Linked DNA regions of Mus musculus: regions 2, 3 and 4 are each linked to region 1. A link is a contact called in public HiChIP or PLAC-seq and promoter capture Hi-C data. All regions are on one chromosome and are shown on one strand. The core of a region is the stretch at or near the end of the contact, and the rest is flanking DNA. Distances in the headings are between cores, read along the strand shown. Region 1 holds the start of Lmo7 (LIM domain only 7). Region 2 holds the start of 4930518C04Rik (a long non-coding RNA gene). Region 3 holds the start of Bora (bora, aurora kinase A activator). Region 4 holds the start of Klf5 (Kruppel-like factor 5).

Evidence for each region. Promoter capture Hi-C pulls out the DNA fragments that hold promoters and counts their contacts. HiChIP or PLAC-seq counts read pairs in DNA pulled down with a chosen protein or histone mark.
Region 2: a contact with region 1 is called in a promoter capture Hi-C map of hippocampal neurons, with 5 times the contacts expected there. The contact joins the promoter of 4930518C04Rik here to the promoter of Lmo7 in region 1. A contact is called at or near these places in 2 of 39 promoter capture datasets (hippocampal neurons and pre-B cells).
Region 3: a contact with region 1 is called in a promoter capture Hi-C map of stem cell-derived epiblast-like cells, with 2.6 times the contacts expected there. The contact joins the promoter of Bora here to the promoter of Lmo7 in region 1. A contact is called at or near these places in 3 of 39 promoter capture datasets (the 3T3-L1 cell line, hippocampal neurons and stem cell-derived epiblast-like cells), 1 of 115 datasets of contacts at active chromatin or transcription factors (astrocytes) and 1 of 9 other capture datasets (liver).
Region 4: a contact with region 1 is called in an H3K4me3 HiChIP or PLAC-seq map of stem cell-derived neural progenitor cells, with 9 times the contacts expected there. The contact joins the promoter of Klf5 here to the promoter of Lmo7 in region 1. A contact is called at or near these places in 1 of 39 promoter capture datasets (hippocampal neurons) and 1 of 115 datasets of contacts at active chromatin or transcription factors (stem cell-derived neural progenitor cells).

The regions. Positions count from the first base shown.
Region 1 is chr14:101,728,097-101,731,357 of GRCm38.p6, reverse strand. It overlaps Lmo7 (LIM domain only 7), which reads right to left and starts at 1,430. Exons shown (of 31, transcript NM_201529.2): 1 at 1,133-1,430. The coding sequence starts at 1,201. Gm9922 (predicted gene 9922) reads left to right here and starts at 1,630. Exons shown (of 2, transcript NR_168926.1): 1 at 1,630-1,846; 2 at 1,969-3,261.
Region 2 is chr14:103,897,436-103,900,797 of GRCm38.p6, reverse strand. 4930518C04Rik (a long non-coding RNA gene) reads right to left here and starts at 2,031. Exons shown (of 2, transcript XR_383716.3): 1 at 1,440-2,031; 2 at 154-1,317.
Region 3 is chr14:99,044,753-99,047,938 of GRCm38.p6, reverse strand. It overlaps Bora (bora, aurora kinase A activator), which reads right to left and starts at 1,562. Exons shown (of 12, transcript NM_175265.5): 1 at 1,259-1,562; 2 at 471-638. The coding sequence starts at 623. It overlaps Mzt1 (mitotic spindle organizing protein 1), which reads left to right and starts at 1,803. Exons shown (of 3, transcript NM_175245.4): 1 at 1,803-1,945. The coding sequence starts at 1,876.
Region 4 is chr14:99,297,366-99,300,326 of GRCm38.p6, reverse strand. It overlaps Klf5 (Kruppel-like factor 5), which reads right to left and starts at 1,636. Exons shown (of 4, transcript NM_009769.4): 1 at 1,105-1,636. The coding sequence starts at 1,332.

The DNA.
Region 1 (3,261 bases), core at 181-2,680:
GTGTGTGTGTGTTTGTAGGTATGTATGTGGATGTAGATTCCGATGGGGGTTGGGGTATATACTTGGAAGCCACCATTTTGGCTAAGTCACACTGAATACTTCTGCCTCAGCAGCCCTGCCTGTCCTGGAGTTGCAATGGCTTTTTTCCACGGGTGCTAGAGACCCAAAAGCAGGTCCTCAAGCTAGTGGGACCCTACATGTATTTCTTTAAAACATAAAATAAAATGACTTTTAAAGAACTAGCTTCCCCTATATTCTTAGTAGCCTAATTTGAATTTTTAGGTAGATTGAGGGGCTGCAGGCGTGATTCAGGAGTAGCCGCTCTTATCTAGCATGTCCCAGGCCCTGAATTAAATTCCCTAGCTGTTGGATAAAACAGCATGTGGCACCACTAACTCCAAAATGACGTCAGGGTTGGTGTGGGCAACAATTTTATAACCATCAGTTATTCTGAGTCCCACTTTGGGAAGGATTCTTTTGACCCATCCGGAAAGTCACCTCATAAGTCTAGAGTTGTAACTCGGTACTAGAGCCCAGGTGTGGGGTGCCTTGAGTTCATTCACAAGCACAACCCACCTAGGTGGTCAGCAACGGAATAAAACAGGCTAGTCCGAAGGCGACCATGTAGAGACTATCTCTCCTTCGTGACAATAAAAGGAACAGAAGATCTTGTCTGTGAGGCACAGCTGGAAGAATAACAAGCCGTCTGTAAAGGAGCTTAGGATATTTTAGTTTCTCAACTGGAGAGGAAGAGAGCGGGAGAGGGAAGGATGGCAGCCCCCCAACTCTCTAGGCTCACACCCCGTGCTGAATACACTGGCTACCCAGGTGCGTGATAAGCAACTGCATCCCGAAGAAATGCGCCCGAGGTCCCCAGCCTAGCTCTGTGCCCCGCTTTTTGGGAAGTGCGATACCCAAACCTGGTGGACAAGCGCTGGGAGATCTGCAAGAAAGTCTGAGGAGGGCTAGGCATCAGAAGACTAGAGAGGGAAATTTTGCACTGTACCCAAAACTGCCTCTTTACTCAGCCTAGGTCACCGGACGGACGTAAGCTCAGATTGGTGGGAAACCCAAGAAGACTCAGGCACGGAAAGTGTAAATTCATCTGTAAAGAACTGGAAAAGACACTCACCTCCACCCATCTCTGAGCCTCTGCGAATGCAACAGAGCAATCGGCCTCGGCGTCCTCCATCCCTTCCATGTCTAGGGCAAGAGAGGGAGAGGAGCAGCTCAGTGGGTGCGCGCCGGGACCCAGAGCTCCCACGCCACGCGTCCCCCGCCCTTTGTAGCGACGTGCAGTTTGAGTTCAGGAACCTAGAAGAATTTGCAGGAGTTGCTTTCTCCAAACTCTAGAAATCGGCTCAAGTTCAGCCTGACTGGAGCAGGAGGAGGTGAAGAGGCAACTGGAAGCGGTGTGCAGAAGGAGCCGGGACTCCTGGGAACTTCAAAAGTCGCAAGCGCTGTCACCGCCCTCGACAGTAGCCCCGCCCCGGCCCACCCCCTACGGGCCGGTCCCAGCTTCCGTCCTTGCCCCTCGCCAGGGTCCTTGCAGCCACCTCTCTGGTCAGAATTATCTGGGCGGGGAGATGCGCCCCAGCCGGCATCCTTCCCGCCTCTACCCGCCTTCCCAGTCCCGGGCTCTCTCGGGAGGCGGCGCCCCTTCTGCCTGCGGCCTGACATACCAGGAATAGCTGCACACAATTGCACCTTTCCGGGCCAAGAAACTTCCCCCGCGGGGACGCGGAGCCACCAGGCCTCCACGCCACTACCCTCCGGCTCCACGGAGCTCGCTGACCGGTCCCAGATGCTGCGCGGTCCCCGCTACTGCCCCGGCTTCCGGCCGCAGGTGAGGGTACCGGCCTGGGCACTGGCGGCTGGTCCCCTAGTCTGGGCTGGCGTCGCTCCTCCCCCGATCGCAGGTGGGTCCGTGGGGAAGACCTGTGGCTTCATTTCCCCTCTCGCCTCAAGGGTACGGTGAACCGAAGGAACTTGGCTTTTCTCCCACCTCTCCTGCCTGCTTGGCCCAGTTCTGGACATTGGCCCGCCCTCCCCCGGAGAATCAAAACCTGTACCCTTCGTGGTGTGGCAAAGGTGACTGGTTATTCAGAGTGAGCAGAGAGTTTGAGTAAGTGCTCGGGGCCTGGCCAGCAAAGTGCACAGGTGGTCCAATGCCCCGCGATCTCTCCAAGGAAACTCTGGGGACTCTCTGGGCTCCAACCAGGGTACTTGACCTATGGAAGAAGATAAGATCAGCCCTTCTTTTCTGGAGGAGACGCAACATTTCATTCTTTTTTTCTTTTCTTTTTTTTTTCTTTTTTTTCTTTGTGTGTGTGTGTGTGTGTGTGTGTGATTAAAGAAATTTTCAAACGTATGGCAGAGAATCTTGTCTACGGAAACAGCCTAGCTTCTGTTTAATGATCATTAGCACTTGGGCTTATCTCACTATAGAGAGGTTTAAAGTAGGATACATTTCAGCTCTAAATATCCCAGGATACAGTTCATCTTTAACGAACACTATCCTGCAATATCATAGACCATTTTCACATGTAACTAAATAAAGCCAATAAAATTGCTAATCAACCGGGCTCGGATTTCCCTAGGATGCCAAAGCGTCCTTTGCAGCTGACTTACCTAGACCTCGAGGCAATCAGAGAATCTGCATTCCGTTTGATTGCGGATTTTTTACCCTAGAAGGGCCTCCTCCTCAAGCCCCTTCTTCCTTTTTTGGAATGGCATCGTGTGTTGAAAGAAACAAGTTGCCTTCTGGATTTGTCTTATGGCTTCTTTGTGGTGTCTTCACCACATTTCTCTCCCAGTACTTCCTGCCTCCTGGAAGTTAGATCTAAAGGCTGGGTTGGAACCCACTTGCTCTTGTGAATGAAGACCATCTGGATTGGGGTGATGGTTTCTGTTTATCCCGAAGCCTTATTTTTTTTTTTTTTTAATTGGCCTGCTGTAATCACTGGGTCTGCTTAGAAGAGCTGGCTGACAAACTTCAGGGATTATTCTTGCTATGGCAGGAGGCCACTGACTGGACCATCCCTCTCTGCCTGCTGCCTACACTCTTATTAGGCCAAACCCTAGAGGAGAGTGGGATGGTTAAAGAAAACAGGAAGATGTTTCTCTCCTTTTCTCTATCACAAAACTGCTGTCTTTGGCAAACATGAAGTAAAAACTTAATATAACGCGAAATGGTTTTATTTAAGGGAGCGAGGGAAGGGTTGATGTTTTGAGGCAAGCCCTCATTAGTGTAGGCTATAA
Region 2 (3,362 bases), core at 782-3,281, 2.2 Mb before region 1:
GGGAAAACTGGGTGTTGTTACTAAAAAGAATGAAGCTGTACCCATCTCTTTCAATATGAACTCAAAATGGATGTAAGATTAGACTGTAGGATCTGAACCTACAAAGCTCCTAAAAGAAAAATATACAAAAAAAAAAAAAAACCTTCACAGTGGTCTTGGTGATGGTCTCTTTAATAAAATATCATAAGAATGGGTAATGGAAGCAACAAAATAGGTAAGTGGGTTGTATCATAAAAAATAACAGCAGCAAAAATACTTTTTGCATAGCAACCAGAATGATCTACAGAATGGCAAGAAACTCGAGGGGGAGGGAGAAGCTATTTGCAATCCTCATATCTAAGAAAGAGTTAATATCCAAGATATGTAATGGATGCCTAAAATGTGGTGACAATCCTACAAGTCTTGTCACCTCCCTGATGTATCTGCTCAGCTGATCCTGTGTGACTGAGTGTCACACACTCACAACTGAGCTATGCTCACTGTCAATCTTCCTCCTTTACCAAGAAAATGTCAGCAGGGCCTTGGACTGTTCCAGAATCTTTGGTATTCATATCTTACATCCAACACTCCTCATCTTTTGAGTAAGTCTGGAATTTAAGCTTCTTGCAGTGTAAGCGTCTACTTCAACTCTTTAAATATGCATATAAAATATGTCTTTGTTCTAGTATTGATGATGAAAAATAACAAAAAAAATGAAAAGTTCTTTTTGAAGCTGCTTCAATACGCACATGCACCTTTTCTTTCTGTTCACATTGTTGTTGTTATTGTTGTTGTTGTTGTTTTTATAGTATTCAACAATTAAATCTGATGTGTTTTACAAACTCATTAGAAGACTGAATTTTTTTCATCAGCGTCAGTTCTTAAAAAATTCTGGAAATTCATGTTTATACAAAGCTTGGAAAAGCAGAGGATAAATACTAGGGAAACATTCCAGTCGACTTTGCGCAGGTCAGAACCCCAACATTTTTTTTTCTAACATCGTGCCCCTTGTTTATTTACAGCCGCAGATACGCGCTAGCTTCTGGTGCTGGTGGAATGAATGCGCTGACCTCACACACACATTTCTGCCAGTGACGGTTTGAAGATGATAAAGTAGTCCAGAGCAAATATCTCCACTCTCTGATAGCGGGAGGCACTTTGTGTACAAAAAGCAATGGTCTGGAACAGAGTCAAGCTCTAGAAAGCAGGACAGTCGTTTCTCATCATAAACACATTATTCCTGTCGAGTCGAAGGAGAATGGTGGAGGTAGGGAAGGCTTTGAAAACAGCATACACGTTCCTCATGACTTCCCTTGTGAACAGGGGCCTCAGATCAGCCTGCAGTGGACATCAGAGGGATTCACGTTACCCCACTGTGATGAATAATGAAACACAATGCATAATTGTCCGCAAGTTCTTAGAACCTCCTCAGACCCCAGCTACCGTGCAGAATGCATTACCTCAGGCTCCACGGGGTCACGAGGGAGGTAACCAAGAGTCGGGACGAGTAAATAGACAGTATTGTACCAAACTCCTGTCGCTATGACAACCCTCTAGAAATGCCGGACTCCCATTTTCTCAGCTGCTTTTACTGCTCTGAGGAGAAAGAACAAATGGCCTTTGCAAGCGGCAACCCTGGTTAGTCTCCGACTTTACAGCTTCACCATAGACATGCCCACACAAGTCACTTTCCTTCTCTTCGTCTCCAGCAAATATCGTCAAAATATTCTTCTCATGTGAAAGGTGCTTAATCTTTTACAAAATGAAGTAGTGATGCAGGAAATCTCATTAAATTGCATTTACGTTATAACTGATAGAGATTTTAGCAGCGCGGGCTGAATCAAACTTTCACACTTGAGGGGCCAGCGAGAGTCCTTTCTCTTCTCAGTGTGAAGGATTTAAGTAGCTGAAGGCATCTCTGTGGTGTGAGAGTCTGGTGGGAAGCAGCAGCCTGTTACCCTGACACTGCATCCAGGCGCAGGAGGGGTGTGAGGCTTAGGGGAAATGAGTGTGGTTTCATCTATTGGGCAACTTCTTGTTAATGAAAAGTATGCAGTGCGGCCCGTGCATTAGCTCAGAGCACAGAAGATTCGAGGGTCACCTGACTTTCCAGTGACGCCCCACATAACACTCTCAGCCCTCCTTAATGCAAAACATGCATGTATATTTCCTTTCTTAAAATTAGTAAAACAGTTTTTTACTTATTGCTAACTCTGCCATTCAACATAAATTATATGAGGCCGGAAAACGTTTATCTCCTGTAACTTTCTTTTTCCCGGGAGCTCAGAATGGCATAAAAGTTCAAGGCATATCTACTGAATAAAAACAAGAGTTAATAAATGAATCTTTCAACACTTTGTTCTCAGCCATAGATAGGAGGAAATACTATATATGATATAACATTATTCTTAATACCAAGTATGACATAAATTTGAAATATTTTATGAAGTAAATCTGCAGTTAACATGAGCTGTTATAATTACTCAATACCAAAATGTTCAAAATCCAGAGAAAATATAAAACTCAAGAAGAAAAATAATTCTTTCATAAAACAAGTTATATTTCCTAACTAATGAACTGTGGGGTGTGTGTGTGTGTGTGTGTGTGTGTGTGTGTGTGTGTGTGTGTGTGTTATGTGGTGTGTGTATGTGATGTGTGTCTGTGTGGTGTGTGTGATGTGTGTGTGTGTGTGTGCGCATGCGCACACACATGCACTCTCACAAGCATGCCTGCCCGTGCACTGTCTATAGACCACAGGACTACTTGCCAGAGTCAGTTCTAACCTTTCAATGGGGCCTGAGAACTGAAGTCAGATCAGGATCTGACCCAGTGGCAAGTATCTTAACTCACTGAGTTATACAACCAGACCAAGAGGATAGATATTCTTAATGTTGCTTAATATACCAGGCTTGTCATACATAGGCTTCTGCTTTATGAGCTAATAATAACATTTAAAAACCAAAAGAGCGTCTGAGAGTGTAGCTCAGTGGTAGAGCCCTTGCCTAGAATCTATGAGGTCCAATGTTTCAATCACCAAAACACACACACACACACACACACACACACACGCACACGCACACGCACACGCACACGCACACTGAAGAGGTGGGGATAAGAAGGAAGGAGAGAGAAGGAGATTGTCATTTTACATAAAAGGCAATTTCTTGTTTAGATACAACTCTTCATGAACTTAGGGATGAACTTGAGTCATGTTCATGACTGTCTTTTTTGTTTCATATTTAACTAAAATGCATTGGATGAGAATCCTAAGGAGAAACGAATGTCAGGTGAGGTAGAAAAGGGCCATCAGGGTGGTGTCCTGAGAAAAGTGGGGCCTGCAGGCAGAGGCAGCTCACCCAGATGACCTGGCTCAGGCTGCAAAC
Region 3 (3,186 bases), core at 313-2,812, 2.7 Mb after region 1:
TTGCTGAGTTTTTTTTTTTTTTTTTTCCAACAGTGCAGGACTTTGCTCCCTTTTATAATAACCACAAGCTTTATTAGGGCTGAACGTTTTCAAATGGCTGGGCAAAAGGAAACAAAGGTATCACTATTTTATGACAGAAAAATAATAAGAAATTCACATTTCTGTGTCCATAATTCGTTACTAGAGCGTGGCATGTTTGTCTCCATATTGGTCTTGGCTGCTGTCTTTGGTCTGAGGTATATATGAGTAGCTCAGCTGTGACCAGCTAACTTGTAAAGCCTGTGTGCTGTTTCTGTGCTGGTGTGGGCAGTTCCTGGATGTCGACCTCCTGCATAAGAGCGCTCAGATCATGTCTGCTCAAAGAACCATTACAAGATTAGGTGCCATCTTCTTCTTGTATTTACACTTAAAATTATTTGTAGTTACTTTCACTTAAAATCACTTGTAAACACTAGGCAAGAGAAACTTACTGGTAGTTTTGTGGACTTAAAGATAGAAGGACTAGCAAGGGTTTGTTCATGGAGATTAGAATAATCACTGGGACTTTCAAAGGGATTTAAAACAGGGATCCTTCCTGGAGTTTCTGGTGTTATTTGCATTTTTAATTCGCTGACATCTCCCATAGCCCAGGAAGCAAACTAGAAAGAAATCAAAAGTACACATATTAAAATTACTGAATATCATAGATATTAATCCCGACAAAATACATTCAACATCTCACTCCAAATCGAATCCTCTTGGGGTTAAGTTTCTATGGTTTACAAAGGAGAATCAGCCCTGCACGTTTTCTCAGATGATCCGGAGCCGAGCCTTGGGAGCTGGGGAAGGTACGGCAATGCTCCTATCACTTTTTCAGAGGAAGCAACGCATGCACGGAAGTTATGCGGCATATATGAAGCAGCCAACCGGTTATGAGTGGGCTCTGGTCCAATCTGATTACACCAAAAATAAGTGCCTTTCCAACCAAACGACTTCTATTTATCGTTTTCCTTATTCATCATCTCAAGACAAAACCGTACGAACACCGTCCGGATACCCAAGTAATTCCACACAGAACTGCAATTTTTACTACTGGCACGTTAGTCCTCACTTGAACAGGGTGAGTGACAGGCTGGACCCAGGTGGGGATTTAAACTACTTTTCCTAAAGAGCACTCCCCCTCCGGGATCCAAAGGCACGCTGCATTCCTTCCAAAGAGGGTTACAGCCAGAAGGGAGATGGGGGCGGGGGTGAAGAAGAAGAAAAGAAAAGAATTTACTTTTGTAAGATCAAAGTTGAGCGGGCTCCCTCGGAAACAGCAGAGACGTCACTTCCAGCGACCATTCAGTGTCCAGGCGCCCTCTCTCTCTGCTCCCCTTCACACCTAGGCGAGCTCACAGGTACGTCTGGGGCCAGGAAACCAGAGCGGTCCACCTCGAAGCAGGAGTCCAGGCCTGGGGCCACGGAGAACGTACCTACACTCGTGGGCAACGTGGAAGTTCTAGCATCACCCTGCAGATGCCCACGCCAGGCGCCGACTCTTTAACTCCCTCCGTGCTCTCCGGCCAACCAGGGCGCGGGGCGGGGAGAGGTCACCGGCCAATCGCGTCCCACCGCCGTCCGCGAACCAGCCAATGGCGTCGAGGCGGCCGGGTGAATTCGAACGCTAACTCCTCGCTCTACGTTCCGCGCAAGGGAACGAGGCTCCAAATTCAAATCAACGCGGTCCGGCGTCGGCGCTCGGCGCTCGGCGCGAGGGGGCGTGGCCCGGGCGGCGGGGGCGTGGCCTGGGCGGTGCGAGCGCCGCCGCGCGGTGTGTGGGCGGGGCCGAGCGGCGGCGGGCGCTCCAGTTCCGGGTCAGGCCTTCTCCCACCGGGGCGGGGGCCTCTCCTCTCCATGGCGAGCGGTAGCGGCCCGGGCGCGGCGGCCTCGGCCAACCTGAACGCGGTGAGGGAGACCATGGACGGTGAGTGCGCGTCGTTCTCGTCTGACCGGGCCTGCGCTTCCCGGCGCCGAGCCCCCGGATGGAGGCGTCGTAGAGGGCCCCACGGTCCCCGCGTCGGCCTCGGCGGTATCCTGCGAGGGGACGGGGAAGGGGACCCGCCGCGACCTCGAAGCTGGCGGCCCCAGAGCTCCGGTCTTCCGCTGCGGCGGAGTTTGGCGCGCGCGGGGCGTTCCAGGCCTCGCGACCGCTGCCTGCGAGCCCATCCTGGGGCCACGCGACCCGCCAAGTGTCTGGCGCCTGCTCGTGTCTGGCGCGTGCTCGTGGCCTGGGGACCCGGGGCGAAAGGGGTCGTGGACCTTTTTGTCCACGCGGTGAGCTCAGTTCCGGGGCCCAGGCGTTTCAGTAACGGGTTATTTGTTTCCAGTGATTGAGCACCACTCCCCGTCACCATCTCCCACTCCTTAGATCGGGCGACACGGGTGACCGCGGTTGTGGGTGTGTCCGCGCCCGCTGCCTGATAGGTAGAGCGCACCCAGAGGTACAGAAATAAGTCTCAGAGTTCCCTTCTCTCTGCTATGGTTCTGCAGCTTTGTCCCTCTCGGACCCAACACTTAGAAAGTAACTATTATTCGTAAACAATAAAATAAAGTTGTAGCTCCGGGTATTTAAAATAAGACAGCCAGGTAAAGTGTGTGTCAAGTGATCGGTTTTATTTGCTTTTTCTTTTGCGTTAGCAAGCATCTTTCTTTGTCTTAATTTTACACGTTTCCATCTACGTGTGGTTCTACATGTCTGTTTTGGCAGTGGCTTTGATGGTTTCCAGAGGTTACCCCCTCAACATCTTTCTCAAAAGATAACCTTACGCTTTGCAGTGGTTTTCCCCACCTAATTGTTTGCCACATTGTTCTTTTTCTGTCTCCAGCCTGTCTTTTTTTTTTTTCTTTTTTCTTTCATCTTAGATGTTCCACGGCTTATTGTTTTGTAAAAATAAATGTATGTACACAAGGGTACCGTTGTGGTTTTTAGGTTGTGTTGTTCTGAGATAAGACTCTTGCCTGTGTAGCCTAGAGTGACCTCAAGTTCCTGAGCTTCTCTTTTTGCCTCTGGAGCGTCCATGGGGTGCTGGGTGCACCAGTGTGTGTTGTGAGTAGTGTCTGAAGAGAACTGGTTAAGTTGGTGGGCCTGCTGTGAGGGCTAAGGCTTTGCATCCCAACCTTTTGTGAGAGAACGTGTTGTAAAGTAAAAAGTACACAGTATAAAAA
Region 4 (2,961 bases), core at 387-2,886, 2.4 Mb after region 1:
TAAATGAAATGGTTCATAGAACCATTCACCTCAGTCAGTGAATAGGAGTCGTATATTTTGCTTTTAATTTTCCAAAGAAATGTCACCTCGGACCTCAGATCATCAAGATCTGGATGTGGACGAGGACGGACGGGATTTCCCGGATATGCAGGACTTAAAAATAAAGATTCATGCTGTAGCCATGTGAGTCACATCTGACAAAATGCCACTGTCTTCTCAAAGCACCACGACACTGGCAGACCCCAAGAAATAGGCGCTCAGTGCAAATACACAATACAGCAAGAGGCTATTAAACTAAGCGTCTTGAAATAAACCGATCTTAAACCCTTTCGTGCACTGCGCTCCCGTGGCGGTTAGTGGTTTCTGATTTTAGCTCTTCCAGCTGTTTGCATGTGGGTCTGTTTCCAATTTTTTTTTTCCTTGGGACTAGCTAAAAGTCCCGGGAAGTTTTTTCTAGGCTATATGACTCCCGTGCGTGGGCGAAAGAAACAGGCGCTTGCTCTAATTCGGCTGCTGGGCAAGTGTAAAAGCCAACTGCCAGCTTTCAACGCGACTCCGAGAGGAAATTTACGCGCACACTAAGAAAAACAACACCCCTGGCCTTTTTTGTCCGTGTTTCTTTTTAAGGGAAAAGCGGTGTTCCAATACAACCTTAAGATTCTAGTTTTCCAAACGGGGCCCTACAATACATTCTAGGGTGAGCCTCCACGGGGGTATATGAAACCCCAGTACTCCAATTTGCATTTCTATTTCACCCCAGAGGACGCAGGCAGGTGGACTTCCAAGGCCAGGGCCATCGGGAGAGAGCGGTCAAGAAGCATTTTAAGCCAAGTTGAGCGTGGGCACAAGCTTTCATCCCCACGCAAGCAAAGAGAAGGTGCACGCGAGCGCGCGGCTCTCTTTAGCTCCTCTGGACAGATCCGGGTGGGCCCCCGCCCTGCTCCCCCATCCACTCCCCGGCGCCCCGTCTGGGAGCGCAGGGCGGGGCTGTCCACCCGGGCACCCGTTCCCGCGCGTCCCAGTCTGGAGCGGCCCCTGTCGCCCGCGCCTCGTAGCGGCGGGACACGCCCGAGCCGGGGAAGGGAGGCCGGCCGCTCTGCTTACCTGGACCAGCTCCTCCGAGGGCAGTCGCGGGCCAGCGGCTGGCGGCGGCGCAGGCGGGTGGTGGTGCGCGTGTTTCAGATCGTCTCCGGAGAAGAGCGCCGCGTCGCGGGCCGGGTTCGCAGCGCCCAGCACCGGCTTGAGCTGCGCGAACACGGGCTCGTCCTGCGCGGCCGGCGGCTGGGGCAGTGGTCCCAGGCGGGCGCTCATGGTCAGCACCCGCGTGGGCATGGACGGTCTGGGGATTACGGGAGCGGGACACGGAGCGATCGCGATCCCACCTCGCTCGGGCTGGCACGGGACGGCGGACTCGGCGGGGGGCCGCGGCGGGGGACCCCTGGGCCGGCAGCCAGACGCTCACGAAGGCGGGCACGGAGATCGGGGCTCCTGGGCTCGGCCACGCGTCACCGCCGAGGTCCTCGGGCAGCCACTTTCTCCCGCCCCGCCCCAGCGCTCGCTCACCCTCTCGCCGGAACCCGCTCCCGCCACCCCCAAGCTCCACCAGCAACCTAAGAGAGCGCGTACCTGCCCCGCGACTACTGACACTTGACGCCCGCCTCTATTTCACCCAACTCCGGGGAGGCAGGGCCAGCTCACCGGACTGGCAGCGTTGTGGCCAATGGCAAGGCCCCAGGGCCAGAGGGTAGCCAGTAGGAAAGAAGGCCCACGAGGTCCCGCCTCCGACGGGCCGACCGCACCCCTCGCGGGCCAGGAGCTTCGCGCGCAGGGCTGCGGCGCAGTTTGTACACAACTTCTCTGACAGATTGGGCCGGCGGAGCACGGGGCGGGCGGAGGGAAGGAGAGGAGCGGGTGGAATCTAGGAAGAGGGGGAAATCAGGGTGGAGACGCGGAGGGAGATCTCTCCGAACTGTTCTCTGCCAGGATTAGGGCGAAAAAAAAGTATTGCACGTCTTAGGTGTTGTGCAAGGACCTGAAACTCGAAAACCGAAGACAGAAGGCAGCTAGGTGGGGGGAGCTGAGGTTTCCAGTCTTAACCAATGAGTGTATTTTTTTTTTTAAGTATACAAAATGTACTTTAGAGGAAAACAAGGGGCGGTGCGAAAACAAACGTAAAACAGCCCTCCTTTCTGTGTTTTCAGCCGTAGATCTATCTATCTTTTCGCAGATTCCTTGTGGCCTGAATAAAATCTGTAAATGTCAAGCATTTTTTTTCAAGTCCTTGCATACCAACCTGGGCACATTTTCCCCTACAGTATTTAAGGAGCTACAAGTTTTCACAGACATGTCTACTCTCCTTCGCCGAATGTGGGGAAAAGGTGGGGTGGGCCATATGAATTATGAAGTTTTTAATATTTAAACCATGTTGATTCTAGCCCGAGCATGGAATCTAATTTGAGAACTAACAGCCAGCTCAACCGGGTATTTAAATAGACATTACATCTTTGGCTTATTTTTGCTAGCACTGTAGTGTTCGGAGGGGCGGGGAATGGAGTTTTAATATATTCAGAAGTATGGGTCCCATCTACCTAATACAGTGTCACCTTTTCCTACGAAACGGGAACCAAAGAAGGCACAAACATTCACAGACATTCAACAGCCCTGAAAACTGGGTATCCAAACTGGTAGGAAAGCAACAGTCAACTATATTACTACCTTTTTACTGCGTTGTTTTAATGGAAGGTGAGTGGTTTGGTTTGGTTTTGTTCTTAATTTTTGCCAGTAATCACACCAAAGGAAACGCCTTTCCTTAATCCTCAATGTTCTTGTCTATGATTTTATCTGGCTTATTGAGAAGCTGAAACAATAAACTGCGACTTAAAAAGACGCCTGTAATATTGCTATCTATTTACGTCTGTTGGCAGCACACTATACTATAATACCTACCTAGAGCACACTCGC